Linked DNA regions of Sus scrofa: all the other regions are linked to region 2. A link is a contact called in public Hi-C and HiChIP or PLAC-seq data. All regions are on one chromosome and are shown on one strand. The core of a region is the stretch at or near the end of the contact, and the rest is flanking DNA. Distances in the headings are between cores, read along the strand shown.

What was found. A called contact is a pair of places that touch in the nucleus more often than the background predicts. HiChIP or PLAC-seq counts read pairs in DNA pulled down with a chosen protein or histone mark.
Region 1: a contact with region 2 is called in a Hi-C map of liver, with 1.8 times the contacts expected there. The contact joins two enhancer-like sites. A contact is called at or near these places in 5 of 47 Hi-C or Micro-C datasets (liver, psoas muscle and skeletal muscle).
Region 3: an H3K27ac HiChIP or PLAC-seq map of skeletal muscle shows a contact between it and region 2. The contact joins the promoter of NFIB here to the enhancer-like site in region 2. A contact is called at or near these places in 1 of 5 promoter capture datasets (liver), 11 of 47 Hi-C or Micro-C datasets (alveolar macrophages, embryonic fibroblasts, epiblast stem cells and 5 more) and 1 of 2 datasets of contacts at active chromatin or transcription factors (skeletal muscle).

The regions. Positions count from the first base shown.
Region 1 is chr1:208,316,659-208,320,046 of Sscrofa11.1, forward strand. The region is part of intron 2 of NFIB (nuclear factor 1 B-type); the gene reads left to right. Among named protein-coding and RNA genes, the nearest start is that of NFIB, 140 kb to the left of the region's middle. Within about 2 kb of position 1,548, at least 5 of the 83 cell types and tissues checked have an H3K27ac peak or open chromatin away from gene starts, as enhancers often do. A contact at or near this core is called in liver, where this site is marked.
Region 2 is chr1:208,245,135-208,248,726 of Sscrofa11.1, forward strand. All of the region lies in intron 2 of NFIB (nuclear factor 1 B-type), which reads left to right. Among named protein-coding and RNA genes, the nearest start is that of NFIB, 65 kb to the left of the region's middle. Within about 2 kb of position 1,482, at least 35 of the 83 cell types and tissues checked have an H3K27ac peak or open chromatin away from gene starts, as enhancers often do. A contact at or near this core is called in liver and skeletal muscle, where this site is marked.
Region 3 is chr1:208,180,532-208,183,827 of Sscrofa11.1, forward strand. It overlaps NFIB (nuclear factor 1 B-type), which reads left to right and starts at 1,866. Exons shown (of 12, transcript XM_021063648.1): 1 at 1,866-3,054. The coding sequence starts at 3,025. LOC100514506 (a long non-coding RNA gene) reads right to left here and starts at 998. Exons shown (of 4, transcript XR_002335940.1): 1 at 1-998.

The DNA of each region.
Region 1 (3,388 bases), core at 298-2,797, 72 kb after region 2:
ATATGTGTATGTATTCTTTTTCAGATTCTTTTCCATTATAGGTTATTACAAAATTTTGAATATAGTTCCCTGTGCTATTCAGTAGGTCCTTGTTGTTTATCTACTTTATGTACAGTAGTGTATGTCTGTTAATTCCCCCCCACACTCTGCTTTCTTCCCGTTTGGTTAACCACACATTTGTTTTCTGTATCTGTGAGTCTATGTCTGTTTTGTAAGTAAGTTTATTTGTATCATTTTTGAAAGACGTTTCTGCACAGAAGGGGCGTGCCTAGTATTCTTTATGCACTTCCATGGTTTATAGACCAACTGTTTTCTATTTATTTGGCTTAACCAAATTTAAAACCACCGTACCAAAGATCAGGGCTGTAAGGTTAAGCAGAGCAGTAACCCTGACTTTATATAGTTTAGAATCTAATAGGAAGGACCTCAACATGGAGGGCTTTAGGGAGGAAAAAAAGGTGGATACCATGTACAAAGGCTCAGGGCCAACAAGTAGAAGTGACTCACATGAAACTGAAAGGTTCAGGGGCTGCAGTATGACCCAGGTGTTGGTAGGGGCTAGATCCAAGTGCCTTGAATGGTATCCTAAAAGTTTTGGCGTTTTTTTCTGTGTATTGGGATTAAATGTAAGAATTTTAGCAGGGAAACAGCTTTATCAGTTTTAGCTTTTCAAGATATCATATTGGTAGTAGAGAGGAATATGTACTAGGAAGATATGAGATGTGTTCATTTTTCAAGACCCTGTTTCTAAGGTCACCTCCCTCTGAAATCTTTTATGATATGCCCTTGGCCATCCTTCATAGGAAGAACTAATGATTTCCTCTTGATATATACTTATTTATAACACCTATCCCAGTTTATTTTTTTTAAATTTTTACATTTCTGTCTGAGCAACCTCTGAGCTTCTAAAAGGCATGAATGAAATGTATATTCTTCTTTAAACAACATTTTAAAGGTCATTATTGTAAATTAAATGTAAATTTAACACACATTTATGGAGAAGCTATTATGTTCCAAACATCAGTAACTGGAGTACAGAAGGTGCTCCATAAATCTTGTTGATTCTCATTTAATTGATGTTTACATAAATGACCTTCAAAAAATCTCTCACAGTTGTGATGATTCAACCATATCAAATAATTGCATTCATCCTCCTCTGCCCTCCCCACACCTAAGAAAGTTGGTAACAAGCATTTAACAGGTCATTATTTATTTTTTATCTTATGTATTTAACAAACATTTTATTGGACTTCCACCAGATTATTAGTAAAACATTAGAATTTCCTTTGTTTAGCAAAGAGAACCCAAACTAAATTTGTTTAGAGTTGGCCTCTTTTTAAAGAATCCATTAGTGCTGAGACTTCAATGATAATAATTTCCAACTTCAGTTAGAAAGAATAGCTAAAGGGTTTTTATATTTCTGAAGAAGGTTTTGAACATATTGGTAAATGGTGGGAAGGAGAAGGGAGATGAGGGGGAGGTGACATTCCCAGAACTTTTAATCTAGTGAAAGGACTTTGGGCTTTGCCTGATTTTAAGATTGCATCATAACCACTCAAGAGGCACTGTGTCTGAATGGGTGGCCCATGGAGCAAACACAGTTTTAACTGTTGCTGTGTAACTGTGGACAAGTCATTTAGATTACTTATGTATTCCAAGATCTTCCATAAAATTGGATCCTTAGAGAAACTTGGTCACTTCTTAGGTAAAGTTTAGATATTAGAAGAGCCATGAAAGATTGGCTACTTTTTAAGAAAGAGTATATGAAAGGATTGAAGAAAGGTTAATAAGGGTCATGTACGAATGAGAATCTTTTCTTATTCCTGAAGAACCTGAAACTTGGGGGAAGAGGAATTGTTTGAATTTAAAGTGCATGAATTTAGACATACCTTCCTTAACTATTCTTTTCCCTAGAAGAAATATAATGTTTAAGTCACGCTTTTAAAACACAAAGAATAGGTATTATAAAGTTCATAAGTATGTAATATGAAATGTATTTCATTTCTACTTTCTGTCCAGTCAAATCAGAAAGACAAAGAAATGTAGACGACATAGTCTGAGATCAAGGAAGAGAAAATAAACTGTGGAGGGAATGACAGAGGACTGGCTTAGTTCTGCTGCCTTCAAGACCCCTTTCCTTTGCTTTTTCTCTACCACATCAGAATCTTTCTAGACTCAAGATTCTGTTCTGGGCAGCTCACAATTCCTATTCTTACCACCCTCCTTCTTTGAAGACTTTGGTCTTCTAGAAGGTGATTTTCATCACATGGCTGGTATCTACTGCCTTTTGAGCATAACAGCTCCTTGAGAGACTTTAAATGACAGCAGTGCCTTTCCCTCTTTAGGGGAGAGTAAGACTAAAGCATTTACATAGGAATTTTCAGGAGGGTACATACTCAACCATCTTCAGTTGATTCACCACAGACCGTTTTAGGTGCTTACACTGGGATGGACAAATTTAGTCATATCCCCTTTTCCCCTTTCTTCCTGAGAGTTAGTCCATTAAAAATATTAGTCATGTTTTGAATGTGGCCTTTATGTTTAATAATAATCTTTCATTATTGTTGTGTAATATAGGTCTGATCAGTGCTTGATGCTTTGTATAATAAAATCTTTGAATAATTCTATAAGGTAGAAGTGTTACAGTTAAGATGAAGACTCCAAGCCTCGAGAGTTAAGTAATTTTGTACAAGATCAAACAGCTAGTGAGGGACAGACACAGGATTCACTGTAACATATGAAGTACACAGACACACAGCAGAAGACAGACAGACACTCACACACATACACACTCAGGACTTGAGGAAATGATGGAAGCAGTTAGATAAAACCTTTGGGTATAGAGTAATTTGACTTTTAGATGGTGAATTGGAAGGGTTTTAGATGTGGGCTTAGTAATTCTTTCTCTGAAGTTAACCACAGTAACAGTTCATGTTTGGTTTCTTTGCCAACTGTGACTCCCTAGTTACTTCCTTTTCCAGCAGTTGGAATTAACTGACCAATATAATGTGACATAAGAATTAAAAGGAGATTACAGTGTTAGAATTTACAGTCTAAAAAGTAAATGTTCTCTTGCATGCTCCCTGAGGGGGCCTCTTCTGTGTTTTGGGATCCAGTTTGTGCTATGGGAGGGCACAGGCATTGGAATATGAGGGCAGATCTGTCACTGTGTGCCGGTAAGTGCCAGATTATTTTAGAAAGTAGAATTATTATTATTAAAAGCAAGTGTGTGACTCAAATTTAAGATCTACTTCAGCTTTCCCTCAAATGCTTGTGGTTTTCTTTAGTAATTACATTTTTTCAATTGAAGAAATTTGTCTGCAGTTTTTGGAATTGGGGGGGGGAGGTGAAGGGTAATTTGCCACAGGGGAAAAAAATAGGGTTTTCC
Region 2 (3,592 bases), core at 232-2,731:
CATTGATGTAAAAATAATTTTTTTTTGGAGGGGGTTTGTTTTCCTTCCTTCTGTCCTAAGAATCTTACCTCCCTTTTCTCCCTCCCTCCCTCTTTCTCCAGTCTTTTGTAACCATACACTTTCCTTGACAGATTGACTTCTGCTTGTAAAAGTTTACCTGGATTTAATGCTGGTGATTGTCATGGGTGCAGTCTTTTGATGCGAAGAGATGGGAAAGCCACTCCTCCTCCAACAAAGCTGATAGATGGAAAACTCTATCTGTAAACCTTAAGACACTTTGTATTTAAAATCTTCTTCTCAGTCACTTTGCTCAGAGTTTCCCCAAGGTAGTATTTAGTAAAAATGTAACAAGTAGTGAATAATAGAGAATTCATTTGCTCATTCATTCATCAAACATGTACTGTCTTTTATACTAATTGTGCAATTAATGGAATTATTACCTTCATTTTTCTTTCACATGTTAAAACTGAAGCAGCTTGTTTTCTCTTAATAATGTAAATGTTTAAAATTGTTATAATTCTTACCTTAGTGCATATTTTTCCTCAGTAGCTTTACTACTTTTATTTATTGACAGGAAAAAGAAAAGATGGAAAAAGCCACATATCATGACAAAATATAAAATCTCTGTATACTATTTTTAACTTTTAAGGTATTTTCAGGACTTAACATCTTTTAAAATGAATGTTTTTAAATGAATTCATCATAAATAGGTCTCTAAACACCCTAAGAAAGAAAGAATAAAGAGGATAATCAGCAATAAATCAAAGTGCTTAAAGCACTTGGGAAATTATTTCTAGACTTTGAAAGTGGTGTCCACAAGCTCCACCAGTCCTTTTACTATTCCCAACACTTAGATTTTCTCCTAAAGGAAGGAAAGGCTAAAAAGTAGACCTCATTTTTATTTCCCTGTCTTGGGTTTTGAGGAGTGAAATGATTTTTCTTACTGAGAGATAAGGGTAACCACAATTTTAAAAACTGGCTACCCCTTGGACACATGTACTCTTGCAAATCCTGTAGCAACTGAAAAATCTCCAGATAGATGTAAAAATTAATTCATGTCCTACTACCAGGCAGGGAATGTGGGCACATGTGGATAAAGCTGACTAAATCCCACAGAATTTATGCGGCTCGCCTATTAAACCTCAAATAATGTAATGGGAGTGAAAGCCAAGGCCCGTTTTCTCTTGCTTTCCTACCCAGCTGGTTATTTATAAAAGTTGGACCTGTTTGTTTTCCGCCCCAAGTGTGTCCCCTGTCCAGTGAGCCTGAGTCTTTCCTGGTCGTGGAGGGGACTCGGGTACCAGGATGCAGTGCAGGATCGGGTCACTGGAACTGACACACGGGGATGAGCAGGCTTTCCACAGGAGGCTCTAGGGGCCCCCCGGGGCTCTGGTGACAAGGCATAGCCCCTCGGTGTCTGTGTGACCTCTAACAGCTAAGTGCTGGCCTCAGCCTCCTGCACTCATCCCATTCGCAGGAACCTGAATGACTGGTTGGTCTGGTCCGAAGAAAATAGCACTGACATCATGTGATTCTGGCAAAGTAAACCACATTGGAACTTGGCCTTTGAATACCCAAGGGGCTGGCAGCAATCGCAGGGGTTGGCTGGGAGCCCCATTGAGTTCACTAGTAATCATTTGACTGCTGAGCTGGACAAGCTGCCCTAGTTTTTCTGACAAGCTCTGTCTAAAAGAATGATGGGCAGTCTGCCATTAGGATTTTTGAGCAGAGTTGCTAAAGATTAACTCTTTAGCTACTGTATGTATATCTTGTCCTTTGTTCCACGTCGGAGCGTAATTAGGTAAAACTTCCATGAGAAGGTTCCAATTCCTCATTCAGTTACTGCACACGGAATTCCTGTCTTGCACAACAAACACCCATAGGCAAGAAAAAGCACTGTCGAACGTTTTATGTGTATGTTTCAAAAGAATGCCAGTGGATGAGTTTTCCTTAAAGTTTCTAGTTTGTTTTAGACAAAATGTTATCATTTTTAATTAAGCAAAATGTCATTTGCATCCTAACTGTCCCTTGGAAATAGATATTAGCTGAGGGAAGCCTTTGAAAAAAATAGGAACACTTAATATATTTTTTTATGATAGATGTATCAATGCATATACTTTCCAATAAAAACTTGATAATTCAGGGTATTCTAGAAGAAAGGAGGTAATGGCAGTCATTGTGTCCTACTCCAAAGAGGACATTTTTTTTGGGGGGGGGATAAATATGACAACGTGTTTACCTTCTTATCTTTCACTAAGAAAGGTGATGCCTTGGAAACTTTTATTCCTTTTCCCGCAAAGTTAATTAAAGTACCACTGATAGAGTTAAATGGGTTGATCAAATAATTCTGTATGCTGTTGCTCCTGGTGATGAACTCAAGGTGTTTCATCTTGCTTTATACTGGAATTTTCCTAAGGCACGCTCCCTTTCCTGCAGATAGCTGTGACAGTCTCGGCTGGCCACCACAGTTCCATGACAGGGCTTCAACACTCTGTTGTACAATCAGATGACAGCAGTGGTGGTGCCGCAGTGAAAGTGCGAGGCCAGCGATGTGTTGAGAATCTTGGTTCATCCACATTTGGGAGTTTTAATGGCAAAAACTGAGGTTCTGGACTTCTTTCTTCTCTTGGGTCAAGGCTTTCATTCCCCACCCCACCCCTGTAAGAAAGCCCTATTTGAGGAATGGTATGATACCTCTGTTGTAATATATAAGAGATTTGTGACAACAGCCATCCAGGGACATTATTTTCTGTCCAAGAATTTGCCCCACACCTCTCATCTCCCTTCCCCCAGCACAGTAATCCCCCAAAGAATCATCCTCCAGGGCCGAGCTAAACCTTGAGAGGGACAGCCCCTTGAGTGCATAAAGGAGCATTTTAGTGAGTTTTTAATTTGGCTCATCCCCCTAAGACTTATCAAGAGAAGGTGAGATCGACTCACCTTTTGAATAATGGTTTACAAATTGCTGGAACTTTTGAGTGTTTTGTTCCTACTGGGTGTGGTTTGGGGGACAAGCCAGTGAAAATGCTCACAAGATTTTGGCATTCCTGTTGCTATTTCTGCATGGTCCAGGGATCTTGTTTGTCTAGCCCTTTATGTGGGGAAGGAATCACCACTGGCATCAGGCCCTCATTTATCCCACAAATGGGCTTGAGAGTGGTGAAGGAGTGGTCCAAGAGATGGGGGTTACCCATCCTCCTAACCCTCTTCTCTCTTTTCCCTCTTGCCTCCTCCTTTTTCCTTCTCCCTCTTCTCTGTTTCTCCCTCTGTCCTTCCCTTCTTTTCCTCTCCTTCATTTTTTAAATATTACGTGTCAGAGCATCACACTCTGACATACTCTGACATCATATTCATACATATTGGAGCATCTACTATCTCCAGGCAGTGCACAGTGATGAACAGAAGCAGTGCTGGTACAGGACTTAGGGCGTTCCTAGCATAGTGGGAGACAAAGATGTCTCATCAGTTGACCACAAAAATAAACACAGAATGAATAATTATGTTCAAGAATTTGATGAAGAGGCAGATGATGGTAGAAGGAAATAAAACAAGAGGACCTTATTAAATACCAATGAAATTTCCAGGTAATACC
Region 3 (3,296 bases), core at 616-3,115, 64 kb before region 2:
CACAAAAGAAATTAACATTGTCAGAGCTCTGATTAGAAGATTTGCCTCTAGAGGAACAGGGCGGCCGCTTCCAGCGGTGTGTACCCTACAGGGTTAACTCCGGGGGAGTTCTCTAAATTTCCCCGACTTTACCTGTCTTCCCAGATTCAATGCCCGCCCCCCGCTCCCCGGCCTCCTCAACTCCCCCTCCTTCCCCAGCGCCTTTTTTCTTAGGGCTCTTGGTTTACGGGGGCTGCAGCTGGTAGACTTGGCAGGCTTGCCTCATTAAGAGCGCTCTTTGAAAACGGACTGTGTTTGAGCATTTCCCTAATGAGGACAGGACGGGGTTAAAAAGTGACCATTTCATGGTTGACTTGAACCTGCCTACTTTTCTTGATGTGTCGTTGTGAAATGCTTGATGTGGATAACTCCCACTTGGTGATGGAAAAAGTCACTGGTTCCTTCAGGTCGGCTGTGGGGGTGGGGAGTGAAGGGGAGGAGGCGGTGGGCAGGAACCGGAGAGACTGAGAGAGGAGAAAGTTGAGGGAAAAAAAATCGAGGTAAGGGAAGCGGGGAAAAGAGGAAAGAAGAATCAGAGGAGAGCCTCGAAACAGCCCCAGAACACAGCCGGAGGCGGGGGAGGCCCCGCCCCGGGGCTAGGTTGTCAGGTCCCATTCGCAGCCCCGGGCTAGGTAGACACGGAGCCCCTGGCACTCACTTTTCCTCTACCCATTGTCTGCCCAGCCTTTGCATCCACCTCTTCCCCACCCACCCCGAGCCGAAAACCGGAATGTGGGGGGTGGGGTGTGTATGTGAGTGAGCGAGTGAGTGTGTGTGTGTGTGCGCGCGTATGTATGCGCGCGCGCAGAAAGAGTGCAAGACAAACCGCCGGCCTCCAAACCTCCGAAATCAAGTTCATTCACACGGGGCCCGCCGCTCTGAGCGGGGTGGGGGCAGGGCCCCGCGCGGGAGCAAGGCGGGCACTGCCGCCTCTGCAGGGCTTGTAGCGGCACACGCACCCGGCTCGCGCGCGTGCGCGCGCCCGGCCGCCCCGCAGCCCCGGGTGCGCCGCGGCCCCGCCCTGCCTGCACCCTAGCTGGGCGGGAGCCGCTTTCCGCCGGCGCCCCGGGCCGCGGGGAGGTGGGGATTGGGAGAGAGCCAAAGGGGCTGCAGGAGGAGTGCTGAGCGGGTTGCAGGAGGAGGAGGAGGCGGGAGCTGGAGGCAGCGGTGGCGGCAGTTCGGACCAGTCCTCCCGCTCCGAGCGAGGCCACGTGCACCAGGCACCCCCCCAGGGAGGGCGGCAAACCACGGCGAGGCGCGCTGCTTCTGCGGAGCTGCTCGGGGGCGCGGGCCTGCGCTGGGGAGACCCCCGAGGGCCCCGCCCCCAACCATGCCGGCGCGCCCCAACTACTTGAGCCCAAGTTCACTCAGGCCCCCGCCTCCCCGACCTCCCCCTCCTCCCTTTAGCCAGCGGGCTTGGCATACCGCGCCCGCCCGGGGTGCGAGAGTCGGCGCCCCAGCCCGGGCCCCGGGGCGGCCAGGGTGTGAGGGAATTTTCCATTCGTTCCTTTCTCGGGCCCAGTCCGGCTCAGTGTTTCTTCCACTTGGAGGTTCCCGCGGCTTAAAGAGTGCGCAGCGAGCACCGAAATAGCTCTTCCAGGGCGGGTTTTCGGGGGTGTGTACGTATGGTGGTGGTGGGGTGCGGGACTTATTCGTCCAAAGGGCGAAAGAAAATCTATTAAAAGAGAAAAAAAAAAGTGGTTCTGTTGAACTGGAATGAGACCTTAAACGAGAGAGGGGGGGGGAGGGAGAGAGAGAGAGAGAGAGAGAGAGAGAGAGAGAGAGAGAGAAGCTAGTGGAGGAGGAGGAGGAAGGTGGGGGGCGGGGGGTGTGGAGAGGCTGGTGCAAAAGGAATGCGCGTTTGCAGGAGGAGGAGTAAAGCGATGATTGTGTAATTAAATAATAAAACAATCCTTAAGTCTGATTTGGAGAGAGCTCGAGCGGGGTCCAGAGGGTGGAACCGGTGAATTTTTCAACTTCCAAGTTTTGCAACGAAAGAAAGCGAGAGAGGGAGGGGAAAAAAGAGCCCAGAGCAGAAAAGAGAGGAGTTTGCAGCCGAACGGGAGAGCGGGATTTATCGTTTGGGATTTTTCAGGAGCGCGTTCCGATCCCCCTGGGCTCTGGGCAGCGGCAGCAGCAGCAGCCTCCTCGCTCAGCCGGGTCAGACGCGGGGCGAGGCGGGCGGGCCGGCGGGCGGGCGTGGAGGAGCCTGCGCGGGCGGCTGCAGCCGGGGACCGCGCGCCGCGAGCTTCTTCCGCTCGGGAGACCTGCGCTCGCGCCCCCTCCCTCACCCCGGCCTCTCCAGGCTCCCCCACCCCACCCCGCCCCCACCCAGGCCCTCTCCCGCGCGCGCCCCGCCACCCGCGCGCACTCGCTCACGCTCCCCCTCGCGCACACACATGGTCGGCTCGCGGCAAAGTTTCGCCTGCGATCACCACTCCGGGATCCTGCCGCAGTGCTCCGGGCTGTAACCTTGAACTTTCCCAGCGCGGTGACACATTCTCCTCGCTCTCCCTCCCGCCCTCTCTCCTGCGCCCCCCTCCCCGCCTTTTTTAAAAAAGCATTTCACCACCACCTACTACCCCAATCCAACCCACACCGAACCTTCGTGCACCCCCTAGCCCCCAACAACAACAACAACTGCAAAACAGAAAACAAATCCCCAAACCCGGGCGAAAAGCAGCCAACACCGGCGGCGGCGGCGGCGGCGGCCTCGGCGAGCACGGCCAGCGCGCTCGGACTGCAGGAGGGTTAAAAGTGTAGATTGGATTTCAACCCGGGAAATCTAGCACGCCGAGTGAACTTGAATCTTTGGCTATTTAAGGAGGACTGGGTTTGTTGTGAAGTTGCGGTGATCCAGCGCAGAGCCCGGTCCTGATTGATCGCATCGCGAGGCTCAGATGACTGTAAAATGAATAGATGAAATTCTTGCTTTTTGAAGATTTTCTTGGGCATCTCCGGGAAAGTGCGTTTTAAGGCGAAGTCATGATGTATTCTCCCATCTGTCTCACTCAGGTACATGTCTCGGTCGCTCTCTCGAGCTTTCTCTCTAGCCCGAAATGCCTTTGTTTTGTTTTGTTGCTATCGTCTGCGGACAATTAATGGCTCTAGTTGATCTCCGCACACCCCGGTCCCCCGCAGAAGAAACAGCCGGGAGTTGCGGTGGGGTTTGCAGGGCGGCGTGGGACTCAGCGCACGGTCCCTCGCCCACGGTCACCGCGCGTGCCCATCCCGGCGCCCTGGGCACTGAGAGCAGA